Regions from separate parts of the Mus musculus genome. Here all the other regions are linked to region 2. Evidence: chromatin contacts called from public HiChIP or PLAC-seq data. All regions are on one chromosome and are shown on one strand. Each heading gives the region's core, a stretch centred on a gene start, on an enhancer-like site or on the middle of the called end of the contact. The rest is flanking DNA. Distances are from core to core; before and after follow the strand shown. Region 1 overlaps Rb1 (RB transcriptional corepressor 1). Region 2 holds the start of Rcbtb2 (regulator of chromosome condensation (RCC1) and BTB (POZ) domain containing protein 2). Region 3 has its middle 24 kb from the start of Rb1.

Region 1 (3,026 bases), core at 4-2,503, 150 kb before region 2:
TTTTATTGATTTGGGGGGGGGGATTTCACATCGTGTATCCCAAGCCCCACTTTCCTATCCTGCCCACTTTAGGACTTCTCTCCCCACAAAAGAAGACAAAGAAGAAGAAAAAACAAGCCCAATTTTGTTACCCATGTACTCACCGGTACATGGTCAAAATCCTGGTGGATCTCATGTTAAAGAAAACTGAGTCCTTCCCTAGCCATACCTCCATCAGAAGCAATCAATTCTTTTTTAAAAAAGAAGATTTATTTATATATTTTATGTATGTGAGCACACTGTAGCTATACAGATGGTTGTTAGCCTTCACGTGGTTGTTGAGAATTGAATTTAGGACTTCTGCTCGCTCTGGTCAGCCCTGCTAGCTCAGGTCCAAAGATTTATTTATTCTTATATCTAAGTACACTGTAGCTGACATCAGATGCACCAGAAGAGGGCGTCAGATCTCTTTATGGGTGGTTGTGAGCCACCATGTGGTTGCTGGGATTTGAACTCTGGACCTTTGGAAGAAAAGTCAGTGCTCTTTCCTGTTGAGCCATCTGGCCAGCCCAGAAGCAATCAATTCTTGTAGAGGAATTTTAGTTGAGCAACATGGCTACTCTGACAAGAGATCACACCCAAAGATATGATCCAGCTGGAATTTGGTAATACACATCTTTGGTCCCTCTGGCTGGAATGTAGACACTCATTTAGAACATACCTTTGATTCCAGTCAATGATATCTAATTGATGGACCGACAAAGTGACAAATCGGAGAAAGACTTGAAGGAATGAGTCAGAGATAGGATATGCCCAGTTCTCACAGTAAAGACAGGAAGGAGAGGCTAAGGAACAGTCAGGAAAGAGCAGGGAGGGAGAGAGAATAGTTTAGTTCAGTTTGGAGCAGTTCAGTTCAGTGCAGTTTAGTTGAGTGCAGTTGTGCTCAGTTCAGCTCAGACAGTTCAGTTAGTTCGTGGAATTCAGAGGCAATCTTTCCAAGTAGAATGTTATCTTATTTTTCATATGACTATGACCCCAAATATGAAAGATTTTTGTTATGATATTATTTAGATGTCTGAAAATTAGAAATGAGCTCTTTATAACTGAATTTTAAATATTTCAAATATTATAATTATAATCAAACAATTATAAGCTAGTTTTGATGAGGAATAACAGTGTAAAGAAGTGCTTGTAATGTTAGATATATAGATCAGAGTATACTATGATTGTGACAGTGCAAAAGGGAAAAATCCAAGCCTCTAATGCATCACGTGAAATGACTCAGAAGAAGCTAGAATTCTAGTAGAGGTTTCCTATCCACGATAGACAAAGTACGCAAACATTTCTCTGAGCCAGTTGTTAAAAACCTGTGGTAGGCTCTAGAGATGGCTCAGCGGTTAAGATGCTTAATGCTCTTGCAGAACTCAGCTCCCAGCACCTACTTCAGGTGTCTCACAACCACCTGTAACTTCAGCTTCTGGTCTGTGCAGGATACTTGCACAGACTTGTGCTAAACAACAGACATACACACACATACACAGAAGTAAAAATGAAATGAGTCTTTAAGAGCAAAAGAAAATGCTGCACAAATAAGTTACTTAAAAACTGACTAGGTGATTTCTAGATCTAGAATTTGAGGGCTCGGAATGACTTGGGGTACAGTGCTTACTGTCTTCTGCTATAGTGATTTTATTCTACTTTTGTTATTAAAATATAATTACATCATTTCACCCTATTCCCTTTTATTCCTCTGACTCCTCCCACACCTCCCCTCCTCTCCCACACTGTGTTCCTGCTTCCTTTTAAATCTGGCAGCTCATTTTCTTTGTTGTTGTTACATGTATATGCATAAACATGTAATTATAACCTGCTGAGTCTGTCTAGTGTTTCTCGTGTGTATATGATTTAAATGCTAACCATTTGGTATGGGATAACCAATTAATAGGCTTCTCCCCAGGAGATAGATTATTCTTCCTGCTCTCTTTCCTTAATTGCCTGTTATTTGTCTAGGGGTGGGGCCCTGTGAGTTTCCCCCATTTATATTTCTGCTATAATAATTTTAATTGGATACTTCCAAGTAGTTTTACTTTCTTATATGATTCTGCTTTAATATCAGCTTCTGTCTTCAGGGATTTGTTTGCTTGTTTGTTTATTATACTTTCCTCTGATATAGTGCACTTGATATCCTGGGAGTTGAGAGAGAGGTAAAAAAGGGTACTAGAAAATGAAATAGTCTCATATGTGATTTTTAGGCTTTACAAAATATTCTGTTTAGGTGGTTTACCCTCTAATTTTTCTCCAAACAGAGCAGTGATCAATAGATAAATCATTAGGCTGACATTTTTCTCTTTATATTCATATTAATCTCAAGACTACTAAGTCTTAAGAATTTTCTGTATTTGTATTTTGAAGAGTAATTTTAAGTAGTTTGGAAGGGCAGAGAGAAGAATGTTATAGAGAATTGATTAAATTACATAAAAACAGAAAAGAATATTATAACTACTACATATTGAAGTTCAAAAACTTTAGCAGTTATATAGACAATTTTGAAGTGCTCTGGATCTTTCTGTATGCTATTCCCTAAGGGCCAGGATAAGCAACGGTGTTTACAGTCCAGTCTGTGGGATACAGCACCACAGTTCCCAAAGAATTTTCTTCTAATACAACTAGAACATGAGAGTTCACGATGACCGTCCACATTCCAGTTGAATCTTTGAGATGTACTTGATGTAGAGAACTCACAGTCTGAGAAACAACCAATTGGCTCCTAGAGTTAGTTATCTCTCCTGTAATCTATAGCCAGCAAGCTTGTCATGGAAGGGGAGCGGTCAGGGTTCTAGAGCAGGCTCTGCCCCTCTGGTCTGGCTTGAGATTCTCTCTCTATTTTCTGTAGTTTGCCTTTGTTATCATCTCTGTGGGAAGCTGGGTTTTACAGTCCTCGTGAAGTGTCACCTGAATTGGGGCTACTCAATAGACAACCATTAGAGTGTGTTCCCAATGAGCTGTTCATAGTAAATATGCATAGATGCCTTACTGTATTATCAAGT
Region 2 (3,058 bases), core at 290-2,789:
ACTTCAAGTTAGGGCCTCTAAGGGGTCCTGGGTCACTGAACCTCTCTTTGTTCCCTTTCCCAACGTGGCCACATTTATTAAATCTCTCTGATTGTCACAACAAACTCGTCAAGTGGCCCAATGTGGCCAAGCTTAGTCCGTGCAGCCAGGGCAATCTCAGGGTGTGCAAGGGAGCAGCACCTCGGTGTCCTCTGCTACAGTCCGAGTTAAATCTTTACCTTGTAAAGAAAGGCAAAAAGGCGGCTGGAAGCCTAGCTTCAACTCAGGCGGAAGTTCCATCGCCGCCAAGAAGGGGCATCGGGAAAAGTTTTTCACCTCTAAACTCCTCCACTTCCGGCCTCAGCAACGCCCAAAGGACTGAAAACCCTTAGGACAGCCAGGCCTTCCCAGCCATCCCTCCACTTCGGGGACCAAAGGCCTAAAGCGTGTGCCGCCATGGGGTCGGCGAGGCGGCTGCGGGCGGGAAAGAGCGGAAAGTCCTGGAAACGTCACCGCTAGCTCGCGCCGCGTGCACGGGAGGGTTGGAGACACCAGGGGCAGGGGTTCCCCCAACTGGAAGCGGGAACCCCACAGCCGTGGCCTCGGGGCGACGCACAAAACGGACCCCGGGCTGGGCCTGCGCGCATGCGCACCGCTACGCGGTCCCAGGGCCCGGGAAGGGACGTGAACCCAGAGCTACCCCAGCGACCTGGTCCACGGGCTCGCGCGTGCGCGCCGGGCCCCGGCCCGGGTGGGTTGGCGCTGCGCCCTGCCCCCGCAGCGGCTGCGCACCGGGCCGGGCGCAGGGTGAGGCCTCCGCCTGGCCTTCGCCCCCGGGACTCGCCCGCCCACCCGCGCCTGCCGCCCACACGCAGGCTTACCTCCGCGCCGCGCGTCCTTTCCGCTCCCCGGCAGCGGGGACTGCTCGCCCGGGGCCAAGAACAGCAGACACTTGGCGCCTCCCCCTGAAGCGGCCCGGCCTGGCGGGCTGAGCTCGAGTTCAGCCGTGCGGGGAGGAGGGGGCCGCGGGAGCGAGAAGAGAAACCAGAGGAGGAGGAGAGAGTTCAAGGGAGCGAGGGAAGGGGAAGGGGACAAAGAGAAGGGAGGGGGCTGCGCGCTGCGCCCCGCCTCCCTCCTCGGCCGGGATCGGCGACCCTGGCCTCTCTGGGGACCCTGTGCTGGACCCCGCTTTCTAGCTTAGTGCCCCGATTTCGGGGAAGCTGTGTCTCTCTGGTTTTAGGTCTTACATTCAAAGGCGCTGGTTTTCCTGCTTGCTGCGAAATAAGAGGCTAATTGCATTCTGTGCGCGCTAGTCCAGTCTTAGCAACTCCATCCAGGAGGCCCACCTCATTGTCTCTTGTTTGAGGGCCCAGAGAGCTGTCCGACTTTAAAATGAAGGAAATCCTGTCACCTGGGACGATCTGGAATGAACCTGGAGGATGTTAAGCAAAGTAGACATACAGCACAAATACTTACGGATCTCATTAAGGAGCACTGAAAAAGTCAAGTCGCACCAACAGAAAGTAGAGAGGTGGTTACTGGGACTAGGGAGAAGGGAGCCTGTGGGGCTAGTGATCAAATTTCAGTTAGGAGGAGCAAGCTCAGAAAGAAGGCTGCTATGCTACATAGTGGCTACAGTTATGAGCAGTGTGCACTAGAAAGTCCTAAGAGAAGAGATAATGTTATGGCTTTGAAACAGGGGCTCTGTATTAGCCCAAGTTAGCCTCAAACATCGTAGCCTCCATCCCTCCTCCTCTTGCTTGATCTTTGCCCTCACATTATATACATACATTAAAACATTGTGCTATATATAATAAATATATACACATATATATGTATGTGTTTATATATATATATATATACACACACATCAGTTTAGGGGAAGACAATGGAGATTTGGGTAATTTGCCTTGGGCCATATGATTAGAGATGACTCAAATCCATCTCTTCATTCCACAGGGCTTCTTTTACCTCTTGACCATGTGGTTTCTTTCCAAATGACTTTAAAAAGTGGGTCAGATAATGAAGGCCTTAGCAGTGTAACTGCAAGCTGGGTCACAGGATCCACAAAGGGCTTTTTGGAAGAGGCGGGCTTGATCCCCTCTTTGTCTTGAGCAAGTTCACGGTTCCTGAGGCTGAAAGTTCAGCTTAGGCTAAACAACAGTCTGTGAACTTATTATAACAATGGGCTGGGCTTAAAGAGAAAAGAAAATGAAGTTAGGACTAGATGTGGAAGGCCAGAAAAAAGTGTGAGGTTGGTGTGTCACGTAATAATTTATGGGCCCAAAATCTTTGCCTTTAAAATAGAGCATTTTACTGTTTAATATCTCACAAAGCATGTTGATAAAACCTGACAAAGATGACATATTGTTTTAATCCTAAATAAAATGTCATCAAATAGGATCCAACAACAAATACCATGATCAATGCAGGGATTGTTTCAGTGGTATAAATATGTTACAATGTAAGAAAGTTAGTCTTATAAGTAAGTCAAAGAAGTAGGCATGTTTTGGTTAGCCATTTAAAGTGATAGAGAATTCAACAGTCCTTTTGTTCAAAGTAAGTGGCTATATTCACTCAATAATAAACCTCTTAAGAGTATATCTAAGCCCGGGGTGGTGGCACACGCACGCCTTTAATCTCAGCACTCGGGAGGCAGAGGCAGGTGGATTTCTGAGTTCGAGGCCAGCCTGGTCTACAAAGTGAGCTCCAGGACAGCCAGGGCTACACAGAGAAACCCTGTCTCAAAAATCCAAAACGAAGAAACAAACAAAACGAACAAACAAGAGTATATCTAAGAAGTACAGGGATACAGTTGCTGCATCCCCATGGTACCCTGGATGGCATATGATGACGATGGACCAAGAGACCTGAAATTGAAGCAGTTGCTTTAGGTGACGCAATTATACACACAAAAAGTATTTTGAGACCAAATGGCTAAAACTGACATTGAACTCTTCGTACCAACCAATCCCTCAGATACGGTTGTAGGCATGCACCATCATAGATAACCCCGTTTCATTTTTTGATGAGTTCAATTCAGAGGCGTTTATGGATGTCTGTCCTAGAAGGCAGAGTT
Region 3 (3,411 bases), core at 831-3,330, 210 kb before region 2:
GGTTGTAAGCCACTACATAGGTGCTGAGAACTGAACCTGAATCCACTACAAGAGTAGCAAGAGATCCAAACCAGTGAGCATCTCTCAGCCCAGGTACTAACCTTTGAAAAGCCAGCGCTTCCTAGAGTAAAATATTCTCTACCAGATGACCCAGAAAATTCAGTCTTTTGGTGGTCAATAAGTAACATGCAGTAAGCACCCATGTGTGGAGATCACACGCACTAAGCTCTGCCTGAAGGAGTTTACAAATTCTCTCTCTCCAAGGTCTTGAAACAAGAATAATATGCTTAGCTGTCTTTGTGGGTAATTGCTTCAGTGCAAGAAGAGATGTAGATTATGGAGAGTGCTCGAGATCACCCTTCTCTAAGATCGAATCAGCATTTATTATGTTACATGTTGGTGGGTTATTTGGTGTTGGTAGACTGACAGACTACTGATTTTGATGCTATTCCTACTCATTTTGGAACCAGCCTATGACTACAAGGACTATGAATCTGGTTTAAGAGCCCCCATCCTGCCCTAATACTTGGAAAGAGAGATGGTTATGACAGCTCCTGCAAGCACCAGGCTGTTCTACCTACCAAAGTTTGGTTAACAGAAACCAACAGAAGACAAGAGTAACTGATAAAATATATACCAGACAAAACCAAATCCACAAAATCAGAAGTTTGTCTGGAAGGACTGAGGATGCTCCTCCAATGGCAGAGTGTGTAGATTGAGCAATGTGGTGCATACCTGTAATCCCAGTAGGAGGCAGAGGATGGTAAGTTCAAGACTATTCTTAACTACATAGGAGACCCTATCTTAATACACACACACACACACACACACACACACACACAATCTTTTCTAAGGTCTTTCCTAAACTACATCAACTCTAGGTACAGGGAGTTGGGTCAAAGACAGGGAGTGCTAGCTCTAGTTGATCACCAAGGGCAAGGCATTGCAAACAAGGAGAATTTAAACCAGAATGGAAAAAGTCACAGATAGAGGTCAGATATAAAACCACAACCAAGTTCATATAAAGATACCCGATAATAATCATAAACTTCCCCAGCTTCATGCTGGTGATTTTATCAGCAGAGTCCTCTTGAAACAGTAGCTGGAGCCTTTATGACCCCATGGGCTGATAGCTCTTAAAGCATCAGTATTCAGAAACATAAAGTTGTTTTTCTACAGAAGTCTTCAGCTTCCTGCAAAGATTGCTACAAGTTTCTGATCTCTTGGCAAGAATTTCAAAACCCAGTTTTCAGTGTCACGAATGTCCCTGAGCCATGCAGCCTCCTGACATCTCACCCCCATTGCTGCCAGGAACTGGGGAACTTAAGCAAATGGTTCTGACTATACAGTGCTCTCTCATCTGGATTCAGGGCAAGGCAGAGCACACAGCAGGGGCAGTCTGGAAAAAGAAAGTGTCTTTTATCTACTAATCACTTCTTTTTTGCTTTTTAAAGATAAAGATACTTGTTTCTTTTTGTTAGAAAAACATTCAAACATAGACACAGAAGAAAACACAATTCTAGAATTCTCATTATCTTGCCACTTAACTGTATGAAATGATATTCTGCTGTTTCTCATTTTCTGAAGACTTCCATAGTCATCTGCTTTGTTATTCTAAAATATTATTTCATTCACATGTAATTCCATACACAAGCTTTTTAAAATACAATGATATTATTCCTATCTTCAAAAAATAAGGAACAAAAATTAGCTAATTCATACTTAAATCTTTAGTCAATATTCCTCGTTTGGCTTAAAAACTGACTTTTCATAGTTGGTTTTTGTTAACTGGGATTCAAATCGGGTTGTCACGGTTTACCCACTTTGGCTGCCATATATACTTAAGTCTATTTCAACCCCTGAGATATTTCCTTCACCACCTTCCAGCCATTTATTTACTTATTTTATTTATGAAATGGGGTCTCATATAGCCCAGGCTGGCCTCAAATTTGTGCAGCTTAAAACTCCTGGTTCCCCTGCCTCAGCCCCTCCCCCAATAGCAGCAGCAAACACTCACTCAAGACGGCAGCATTAGCTTCCTGTTATGAAGTAAGCGTGTGTGGTGTTATCCTGTTTTGTTTTGTCTTTTAAGCATCTTCACAATAACCTTGTGGGAGAGACACATACTCCCCCACCCCCACCCCCACTCCATACAAAGGAAATTGCGCCTGAGACTTCTCAGAGTGCATTGAGGCTTGGAGTTGTCTGACTACAAGTTCAGAGTCCTGAGACTGACTTATTCCCCAAATGCTGTGGTGCCAACATCAAATAAGGCTACTCTCTGGATTCACTTAGGAACAACTTGATGAGCTTCACAAACTCAGCGGCTTGAAATTCCTGAGAGAGTTTAGTTGACATTTAACCAGGCATTTGGGCATTTAAAAAGAAATTCTAGAAAGCGCTCCGTTTTTTTTGTAGGTGAAAAAAGAAGGCGCTGGCTTGTTTCCCTTGTCCCGTCTCCTACTCTTGATCATGTCTTGCACTGGCTGCTAGTGTTTTAAACTTAAAGTAAGTAAAAAAAGAAAAAAAAAAAAAGAAGACAAAATACATCTGTGCTGAAGGATGTTGGCTTCTGGAGTATCTGTATATCTCGAGTCATAAGTCATACCAGTTCTCACACACATGAGCTAGGTTAAAAGATCCTAGAATTGGAAGCTATCCTAAAGATTATCTGCCGGAAGCGTCTCAATGCAGAAGGAAGAGTGTGGCGCCCCGGTGGGTTGAGGGCTTGTTAGCTGAGCACTCAGCTACTTTGATTGCAAACCATGACTTGAACTCAGCACCACTGTCCTTTATTTGTTGTGTGCCGCCATTGCGTGGCTTAACCTGAGTTGAGCATTTTCCCTGAAGAAACAGAAGGGAGTACTTCCACAATCTTTCAGTATGCTTCGGGTGAATAGTGAATTCACTGGACTCAGAACCCTATTGTGCTTCTGTAAATCACGGGCCAGGAAGGATTTCCTAGCAGAGGCTGAGGGCCAGGACCAAAGACAGATGTTTGAGAGGGAGAGAAAACGTTTTTAATTTATTTTTTAAAAAAATTATTCTTAAGGGGAAGAGAGAGGCAGGAGAGGGGAGGGGAACGGAAGGGGAGCAAAAGAGAAGAGGCCTGTGCCAGCCAGAGGCATCAGATCCCTAGTTTTAGAATTACAGCTGGTTGTGAGCTTTGACCTGGGTGCTGGGAACTGAACTTGGGTCTTCTGCAAGAGCATACAGGCTCTGAACCGGAGCCATCTCGTCAGACTGAAAATACATTTTAAGTAGGGCTATGGTTATATTCTCATGAGTTTGTTTATGTATGTATTCGTTTGTTTATTCTGAGTATTTCATTTAGACCCACATGGCCCCTCAAGCTGACAATATATATGGGAATGGCTTTGAACTACCTTGGTGCTGGGGTCACAGGTGAGA

What was found. HiChIP or PLAC-seq counts read pairs in DNA pulled down with a chosen protein or histone mark.
Region 1: a contact with region 2 is called in an H3K27ac HiChIP or PLAC-seq map of trophoblast stem cells, with 4 times the contacts expected there. The contact joins the enhancer-like site here to the promoter of Rcbtb2 in region 2. A contact is called at or near these places in 1 of 39 promoter capture datasets (hippocampal neurons), 1 of 15 datasets of contacts at CTCF or cohesin (the NIH/3T3 cell line), 3 of 484 Hi-C or Micro-C datasets (bone marrow-derived macrophages, embryonic fibroblasts and nephron progenitors), 24 of 115 datasets of contacts at active chromatin or transcription factors (CD8 T cells, the HPC-7 cell line, acute myeloid leukemia and 18 more) and 3 of 9 other capture datasets (adipose tissue, liver and pancreatic islet).
Region 3: a contact with region 2 is called in an H3K27ac HiChIP or PLAC-seq map of thymic regulatory T cells, with 4 times the contacts expected there. The contact joins the enhancer-like site here to the promoter of Rcbtb2 in region 2. A contact is called at or near these places in 1 of 484 Hi-C or Micro-C datasets (B cells), 5 of 115 datasets of contacts at active chromatin or transcription factors (the NIH/3T3 cell line, bone marrow-derived macrophages, forebrain and 2 more) and 3 of 9 other capture datasets (adipose tissue, liver and pancreatic islet).

The regions. Positions count from the first base shown.
Region 1 is chr14:73,291,453-73,294,478 of GRCm38.p6, reverse strand. All of the region lies in intron 4 of Rb1 (RB transcriptional corepressor 1), which reads left to right. Among named protein-coding and RNA genes, the nearest start is that of Rb1, 33 kb to the left of the region's middle. Within about 2 kb of position 1,253, at least 7 of the 459 cell types and tissues checked have an H3K27ac peak or open chromatin away from gene starts, as enhancers often do. A contact at or near this core is called in trophoblast stem cells, where this site is marked.
Region 2 is chr14:73,140,991-73,144,048 of GRCm38.p6, reverse strand. It overlaps Rcbtb2 (regulator of chromosome condensation (RCC1) and BTB (POZ) domain containing protein 2), which reads right to left and starts at 1,539. Exons shown (of 15, transcript NM_001170694.1): 1 at 1,456-1,539.
Region 3 is chr14:73,348,095-73,351,505 of GRCm38.p6, reverse strand. No RefSeq gene overlaps it. Among named protein-coding and RNA genes, the nearest start is that of Rb1, 24 kb to the right of the region's middle. Within about 2 kb of position 2,080, at least 24 of the 459 cell types and tissues checked have an H3K27ac peak or open chromatin away from gene starts, as enhancers often do. A contact at or near this core is called in thymic regulatory T cells, where this site is marked.